Regions from separate parts of the Capsicum annuum genome. Here region 2 is linked to region 1. Evidence: chromatin contacts called from public Hi-C data. All regions are on one chromosome and are shown on one strand. The core of a region is the stretch at or near the end of the contact, and the rest is flanking DNA. Distances in the headings are between cores, read along the strand shown. Region 1 holds the start of LOC107851336 (protein C2-DOMAIN ABA-RELATED 4). Region 2 has its middle 4.8 kb from the start of LOC124889848.

Region 1 (4,575 bases), core at 1,184-3,683:
CGCACAATCTAGATCCCTGCTCTGCATTACGCTTGCAACCAATTCGTTGTATGAACTATTGCGGACAATAATAGGCAGTGTCACCTTGGTAAAAGATCCCCATTTTCAACATTTGGGAGTCTCTGCCCATTCTCCCATGAAATCATCAAAAACTAGAATAAATTCTGCACTAGACATCCTAGACTTATGCTTTGGTTGACGGTTGATTATGCTTATGGTCTAGGTCAAGATATATGTACGATCGATAACTGACAATGAGTGGTCGATGACTGGTCAAGTATCCGTACGAAAACCTTGAAATTGTAAATATTGCTTATAATAAATGATCGTTGAGTTTATGGAATACAGAAATGAGTTTGTAGTCGCCTGAGCTACTGTAATGTAGTTTCTAAAGTGGTTTTGAGTAATGTGAATGATTTAAAGTTTTTTTAACAATGGTGGAAATTGTGTTTGAGAAGATAACAAACAAATGAGGTAACAATGGATGCAATGGACGAGCTTATGATGTTTGTGGACTAATTTATAGATGATCGCCAGAAAATAATGCCAAAAAAATGGCCGGAATCGAAGCTTTTTGGAGGGAAAAATAACCACCTTCTATGTTTAGCTTTTGGAATTTTTTTTTAATATTTTGGAAACCTAGATATTTTTGTATATATAATGGTGGATGATGGAGTGAGTTGAAGTGTATTACTAGGAACTTGTGGGTGAATTTATTAAGTTGGAAATATTGGGTTAAAGTGAATTATTATAAAACTTGTGGGTGAAGTTGTTAAGTTGAAAAGTTAGTGGTGATGTGAAATTAAGTAGGTATATGACCAATTATTTCAAACTTGTGTCTATTTGGCAAAATAGTTTTCAAAATGGACATTTTGGGAGCAAACCCCGACTTTGTTTATGATGTCCATATCTATATGTAGAGGATTACCCATTGCTAAAGCCAAAGTGAACTAGGCTTCCTTCACAAAACGATTGGTCAACTTGGAAACAGAAATCTAGGCCATGGCCTGTGTGTGGTTTCTTTATTGAATTTAAAAGTAGAGTCATATATGAGAGGGCATATTAAATAGACCATGCTTTCTTTGTCTTTGATGTAGTATGAATTCTTGGGCATCTTATTGACAAAGTCTTCTAGTATGGCACACCTAATGAGGATGTGTGTTTCAAATCAACCCTATTTGACATGCCCCTTGGTACCACACTATAGTGGTAGATTTTTCCTTATATCTTTACGTGAGGCCACTCATAAGAAAACTTTTCAATAACTATGTATTGGAGTTTTTCAATTATGGTTATACGCCTCACTTCAACCTCTGTCCATTTAACAACCGGGACATTATTGACAACTTCAACATGTTTAATAGGAATGGGTTCAATGGTAGGTTGGGTAGCTTTTTGTAACATGATTGAGATTATAGGAGTGAGCAGATTGCCATAGTTTAGTGAGGAGATTTGGATTTCGTTATAGGATTTTCAATAGGAATGAAAGGAGATGGAGAAGAAGAGGATCTTGGTTTGGAGGTTAATGGTAATGGAGGGAACTGAGGATTGATGAGAGGGATCTGGACCGCCGCAATGGTTGGACAGGCCGTGACCTGTGCCATCATGAAGGTAGGGTTAGGTTAAAAAAGTAGATTAACGTAGGTGAGAAAAAAAAGCATTTTCGGAGTCTCGAGTTCAACTTCTAGTGTTCCACTTGTTACTCCTGCACTCTTTTGTTTAGCTGTATGGTATACATCTTACTAAGAACATCCCTACCCCTTGTTCACTGGAGCAACCTTTTTCCCTTTTCAAATTCTACTAAAAAAGTCCTTCCATTACCATATGGGGCGGGTTCGACCCTAGAATAGTTCCACTAATGTAAAAAAACGTCTTCAATCTTAAAAGACTCTTTGTCGATTTAAAATTACAAAAATCATAAGATTTAAGTAGTAATAATAAACTGAATTAAGACTCTTTTTAGAATATTTTTAGTGCTCAATAATTTTTTTTTTTAAAATACATTGTAAATTTAATGAGATATTTTATGATTGTGCGAAATGCATTAAGTTCGCTAGTAAGAAACTAAGTTGGACATATTTAACTTGAAATGACCAAATAAGGTTAAAAATATAAATATAGTATAGTAGTATTGAAACATAAGCAAATATATGCCCAACATCAGACGCTATAAGATGCTACCGGTATTTATTTAACTGGAGCTTGACTAGTAGGAAACAATGTTAAATAGCTTGCTGAAATGGATATATAAATAGAAAATAACCGCACAGAATTATTTTTATTGGATAAAACTATTTTCAGTAAAGTTAAGGGATATTTGTAGCTTCTTCAACATGAAAGGAGAAAAACACGGATAGATGACCATGTCGTATCGGTTTACCCGTTTGCCTAGTGGACAAGAATTAAGCACTCTCATGCATGAAATATATTAGGCACCAACCATGCATTGCCAACTAACTTAAACTCTTATTTCTTGAAATTTCCTTTTCAATCAGCCTATTCGATCGTCTTGTTTCTCTTTCCATCACCTTCCCTCAATAACAACAATAAATATTCATCCTAACACCCTTCTCTTTCTTCGTTTCCTATCTGAAAATCAGAGGGCCAGTGGCATAATCATCGTAAGTTGTACAAGAATTTTGTTGAGAATCCATCAAGCATTGCAATTTTTATTTCTTTATTCATTAATTTTCCCATTGTGAGAAGTATTTAGCAAAAATTGTTGAAACGTTAACCAACAATTTCATCAAAGCCGGAGCTAATATTTTAATTTTATGGTTCGGCATTTTAAAACAAAAAGAGATACTCAGATCTGGCTATATTATTTATGCATATCAACTAATTTTTTTTACACAATTATAAAGTCTACTTCAAAATTACTGAATTATGTTGAACCCATAACGCCAAAGTCATCTCCGCCCGGTGACTTCCAATTATATATTCTTCTACTTCTTTTCAAACGAGTAGCATCCACATCTATTGCAATTTGAACTAGCATGCGCAAATTGGTAGTTGCATTCATGCGATTATATATAATATGGAGTAATACTTAACATTGACAATATATACTTTTTTTCTTTTCAAATCAGGAGTAAGTAGAGGAAAGAAAAATGCGGAAAAGGATTATAATATGAAAAATTGAACTTTCATCAATAAAGTAAAAATACAGATAACTAGTCAACCAAATTACTAAGACTTACCAAATTGCATTTAGATGAATGAGTCAACTGTAAATAATAAATAAAGATGAAAGGTTTCAACTTTCAAGTCATTGAGATTTGATTTGTTGGTACCGAAATCTCTATCCAAAATAGATTAGATTCTTTGTTCCACATGCTTGGTAATTGGTGCTAAGTTCATCCCCACTACATCCCTAATCACTTTGTGTGGTGTATACCCTTTTTTATTTTTAAAAAAAACGGCAGGCATAATTTCTTATCACTGGGGCCCCAAAGAAGAAAACTGTAACTTTCTATGTCTGCTTTAATTTGTGTGTTGTTCAATGTCCCGCAACCAAATATTTATCGTTTCAACAAATTCAATTTATTCTTTTAGAAAATTATGCTTTTCTTTAAAAAGATATTTATTATCTTTTTCTATTATATTTAATGTTTCAATTAGTAGAGTCTGAATTAAGAAAAACTAATTAAATGAAAACTCGTATGGTCAAGCTATTGCATACTCCCTCCATGGAAAAAAAAAATAATTAAATAAAAACTCTTATGATTCAGCTATTACATGTTCACCTCATCTCATTTTATGTGATATTATTATTTTTTTTGGTCTGTTTTAAAAAAATAGCATCATATTATAATTAGTAATAATTTTTATTTTTAAATTTCTTTTTTTACCCTTGATAAAATAAATTTTAGCTATATAAATATCTATGAATTATTTTAGACCACAAGTTTCAAATTTTTTTTTTTTCCTTAAACACCATATCAAGTCAAATGAAGTTAAATAAAATGGAACGGAGGGAGGTAATTTTGTTAAGATGTATTCAAAAGTAAGAGGGTGTAGTTTCCTTTTCATGGATACTGGGTTGATTTTGATGTGTGTAATGGACAACGTATTCGAGGTGTTTTATTATTTCTTTCTGAATAACTCCATTTTTGTTTTTTCACCCTGGTAGATTCGAAAGAGATCGAGTTTGAGTTGGTGGTGGGGTGTTTGTGGAAAACGTCGGACAACAGAACCAATAATTAATTTTGTACGTCCATAATATTATTAAATTATACGTACAGAGGTTTAACTCTTTTAGCATATAAAGGGGAGGCTAACGGTTAAAAAAACAGTAAAGAAAAGGAAAAAAAAAATAGAGTCATCACCAAAGACACCGGACATCAAAGGAGGATCAACAGGAAGTGCAACAAATTATCACTGATGGACAATCTTTTAGGTCTTTTGAGGATCAAAATAAAGAAAGGAGTGAACCTTGCTGTCCGTGATGTTCGCACCAGTGATCCTTACTGTGTCGTCAAGATGGGTAAAAAACAGGTTTCTTTCTTCCCTCCTCCACATATATTTTATTATTTGATTTCTAAAATGAACCTTCTAGACGATTCAAACACACCC
Region 2 (4,575 bases), core at 1,212-3,711, 86 kb before region 1:
CACCAGCCCAACCTGCCCATCGGCCCAAGTACACCAAAGCTGACCCGATTCGGCCATTCATTTTTTCCATTTCCTTTGACCCGATCCACCCTTCTCTTCTCATAAAAACTGATCAAAACAACACTTCAGCCGCAAAGACCAGCAACTTTATTCAAAAACAAAACACCGATAGTATAACAACAATAACTCCCAGCGTTTAACAATAATTTCAACGATGAAAAAAACCAATGTTGACAAAATCAATGGTACAGCTTCGTCAAACCCGACCTGTACCAGTAATCCGTTAACACAGCTTCAACCAATGTACAATCCGACAGCAATCCGAAAACCCATAAAAACCTAAACAATCCAGCGACACCAACTTCAGCTAATAACGACACGCATCCAGTTCAGCCAAAAAGATAGCTCATCGCCCTTTAACATTCCGTGATTCAAGGGGAGTTGTATGATTTTGTACTACTCTCTATCTCAAATTCAAAATTCTTTTCAAAGTTCCCGAAAGACCCCTAGAAACCCCTCTCCCACATCAGCCAAAAAGATAACTCATCGCCCTTTAACATTCCGTGATTCAAGGGGAGTTGTATGATTTTGTACTACTCTCTATCTCAAATTCAAAATTCTTTTCAAAGTTCCTGAAAGACCCCTAGAAACCCCTCTCCCACATTGTCGAAATAAGTTTTTTCCAATTCCCAATTCCCCTTATAAATACCACTTCGATTTCACTGTGAAGGAGGGTTGTTTTTTCCAATATAGAGGGCTAACATTCTCTACTCGGCTAGAATTTGGACTTTTGTCCCCAACTTGGTGTTGTGAGAATTTGCGTTCAAGTTTTATTTTTTCATGTTATTTTCAAATTGGAGTCAAGTTGTGAGATCGTCGTCAACTCGTCATCGCGGTTCTCTGTTCGAAAAAAGGTAAACTCACTTCTTGTTTTAGTTCATTGTCATTTTTCCTTCTTTCATATTACTTATACTCATAGGCGTGTTAACGGTGGAATTATGTGTTGTAGAGGCCTCAAAGGTTATAGGTTTGTGTTGTTATGGAAATGATGTGGTTGAATCGATTCATGAATTTTACTGCTGTAATCTAGTCTTGTTTAAACAATGTTCTTTAATGTTGAGAAAATTTTGAAATTGAAAGCTAAAATAGTTTGCATTCGAGATGAGTTTTGCTTGTGTTTTCTGAGTTGTTATTGAGTTTTGGTGTGTAGCCCGTAGTTTGATTTTTCCTCTCTATGCAGTGGTCTAAATTGAGTAGTAATGGTGTTGAAATGCCTTGTTATTTGAGTGCTCTTGGTTGAACAACCTTCTTGTTTTAAAGTATCAAGTGAGGTTCGCATAATAGTTTTCAGGTTTTAATTCGATTCCACATGAGTCCTAATAATCATCTACTCTCTTTACGTTTCCTGCATTTTTATTGGAATGTATTTCCATGTATAAGGGTTGGTGTTTCAATTTTCTTTCTATATCAAAATGTATGTCCGAAGCAAAGTCAAATGTGTTTTCTATCTATTTAGTTCATTATCCAAAACATGCTATTTTCAATGTATTTCACTTCTTCTCTTTGAGATTCAGGCCAAATCCTTGGTTTATATATTAGTTTTTTATTCAAAGCATGAGCTACTAACCTCATATTTTCATCAATTCTGTGAAAATGCTGGTGTGTGGTAGTGTTTTAAAGTCGTCTCGGCTGCTTCTAAACATATTTATATGCTTAATTTGTTTTTATTTGGTGCACGACTCAAGTTAGTAATGTTAAAGGTTGAGATTTGTTCCCTTTCTATTTCCTTTGAATGTCTTGTGCTATTAGAACTTGCTGTAGTCTCTTTTCGGGTTTAAATTCGATGTTATCATGTTTTTTTAGGTATTGTTAAAGGATGATTCCATTGTTTTCCTATCTATGACATTATAAGGAAATAAGTTTTGTTCATGTTCGGTTTTTTCTTTCTTTCTTTATAATATTCTGATTCAAAACATATTTTCTTAGTTGCAATTAAGAGTTTTAGATTATCATTCCATGAGAATGTTTCGATCTAAATACTCTCTTATATTTTTCTTCACAGTTACATGGAATGTGGCCTTGTCCGACTTTAGTTGTAGAAATTGCGCTTTTGAATTAAATTGTCTTACTATTTGAATTTATTTCATTTCTTGGAATTGAATTGTTTCTAATTCCCTTTTTATCTCTTATGTATGAACTGCCCAAGACGAGTCCACTCGGACTCCCCATCTCCTGCATTCGTCCCTCTCTAAAGTCCAAATGGACTTATTTTTGAAGAAACAAGGTTGTATACACCAATATAACGTGATATACAGAGGATACATAGTGGAAAACGTGAAGGTGAAGTTGGCATACAGGTGGAAGACTAAAATATCATATATGACCAATATATGGTCATGTATGCATCATATGTACAAAAAATGTGAAGAAAATAAGCTGTGATATACAACGGGTGTACACAACTGAAAGAGGGCTGAAAAAGGTCTATTTAAATGGGCCCAAAATCAAGGTTGTCCAGATTTAAACATGGGCCATAAAGGGGCCCAAATCTCATCCTTTTTTCTTTTATTTTCTTGTAATTTACATGATTATTTGTTTGTAATTCAATTCAATTAAGCTAGATGAATTCTTGGGAGCAATTTTAAGTTAAATTATTTATTTTATTTTAATTATTTAATATTTTTTTTTAAAAATTCTCTATTTATGCAAACTTAAGCTCGAAGAATAACTTAAGGATCTACTTACATCCTTTAATAGTTATTATCGATTCAAAATCCAAGTTTAAGAAGTTGGGTTAACTATTTAACCTTAAGTCTAAATTCAGATAAATTTTTTAAAGTTAGAATTATTTTGAAACTTTTGATGTTTAGTTTATTTTATCACTTAGAGTACATTAAATGGATTAGTATCAAATAAATTCTATGTTCTTGAAATGAGATTTTCAAATAAATTCAAGATTTTTAAAGAACTTTTCAAAATTAGTCAAACACGTTTTATCCACCGGAAATCACATATTGTGGATTTTCGAAAGTGCCTAACACCCGAATTTACTTGAACCCTTATCTAGACTTTGGTTATTTTTAAAAGGTTTTCTTTCAAATCACCCTTTCTAAATATTTTCTAAATTTTTCTAAAAATTAAGTGGTGACTCTAAGTTATTTTTTAAATAAAATAATTAGACTTCTTATCTTTTATTTTTTCCACGAAATTATGGAATGTTTTTGGCTTTCTAAAAATGATCGTAACAGAATGACGACTCTGTTGGAGATTTATGTAGGTTCTAGCCATAAGAATTGTATGTGTTTGACTAATTTTTGTATTAATTGTTACTTTTGTATTATGTGTTTAAATTTAATTATTAACGGTTGCATTTCATGACATACTTCCACATTTTGATTATTAAACTATTTTGGGGTTTTGAGGATATCCCGATTCCTATTGTTCAATTTCAAATAAAGTGTTGGAAATACAATGGTTTATTGACACGTTAGGCATTCAATGGTTGTTTGTATTTCCAAACCCAAGTTGTCCACTTGAAAACCTAGTTGAAGCTCACTCTAGATACCTAGGATAGAGCGAAACCAAAATCCTGCTTAGGCATAAGCCTAGGACTTAGAAACCTACCTTGAGTCTATCAACCGTGAGTCATAACAAATGGTCATTCCTTATGTGTTAAATTAAAGGATATAATATCGGATTGTATGGACCATTGTCCCTTGGATTTGAGGATTTTATTTTTATAGTTTTCTTTATTGTAATCTAGAGGAAATTTTCACTCGAAAAGTTTTCAGTAATTTGGAGAAGTTCAAGTCGAAGGATTCCTAAGAAGGTTTAATTTAGATTTGCTCCCCTGTGTGGGATTGATATCATATATTTCCCCTTTCTCTCATTGTGTATCCCAGTTTGATTTATTTCTGAAGTTTGTATAATATTTTAGGGGCAATAGAACATCTTACAAATGGCATGTATATCCTTCAAATGTTAGTCTTACCTTTGGATTGAAAGGTCCCATGTATGCTAGAACACATTTAAAATAGTTTATGTGCTAAAGTGTTCCATTATTTTTCTTTATCTATATTTACTTGATTTGTGTGTTTAAATAGCATACTTTTGGCTTGAAACAAGACTAGTTCATTATTCTATCTCGAAGTCTTAAAGTGTTGTTAGGTATATAAGACTCAAAAATTTGAGTCCTCCTAAAATGTCCTTAAAAATCCATCGATAAAATCCCTTCCAAATCATCCAAGTTTTATTCAAAATTCAGTAGGTCATTGTCCAATTCACATTGACCATGTTGCTCTCATAAATCATCTTATCTCGTTATTAATTATAGCTAGAGTTATCTAGGTATTCTATTAATGGCAAGACTAGGTTGTCTTCAAAAGTGCCTTCAAAATATGCCTTTAGGATGTTTATTTGTAAACACCCGACCTCTTCAAATAATTTAATTCCCTTTATTTGAAATGTTGTTTCCCCCCATTAAATTCAAAATCTGTCAAATGGTCAAAATTTGATCATTCATTCACTTTTAAAATAAGTGTTCCATTCTTCGAATTCTGGGCTAATCTGTTTTGA

The links. A called contact is a pair of places that touch in the nucleus more often than the background predicts.
Region 2: a contact with region 1 is called in a Hi-C map of leaf, with 2.0 times the contacts expected there. The contact joins the enhancer-like site here to the promoter of LOC107851336 in region 1. A contact is called at or near these places in 2 of 5 Hi-C or Micro-C datasets (leaf and placenta).

Annotation. Positions count from the first base shown.
Region 1 is chr12:166,924,994-166,929,568 of UCD10Xv1.1, reverse strand. LOC107851336 (protein C2-DOMAIN ABA-RELATED 4) reads left to right here and starts at 2,433. Exons shown (of 4, transcript XM_016696308.2): 1 at 2,433-2,621; 2 at 4,133-4,497. The coding sequence starts at 4,384.
Region 2 is chr12:167,011,112-167,015,686 of UCD10Xv1.1, reverse strand. No RefSeq gene overlaps it. Among protein-coding and RNA genes, the nearest start is that of LOC124889848, 4.8 kb to the right of the region's middle. Within about 2 kb of position 2,461, at least 1 of the 5 cell types and tissues checked has an H3K27ac peak or open chromatin away from gene starts, as enhancers often do.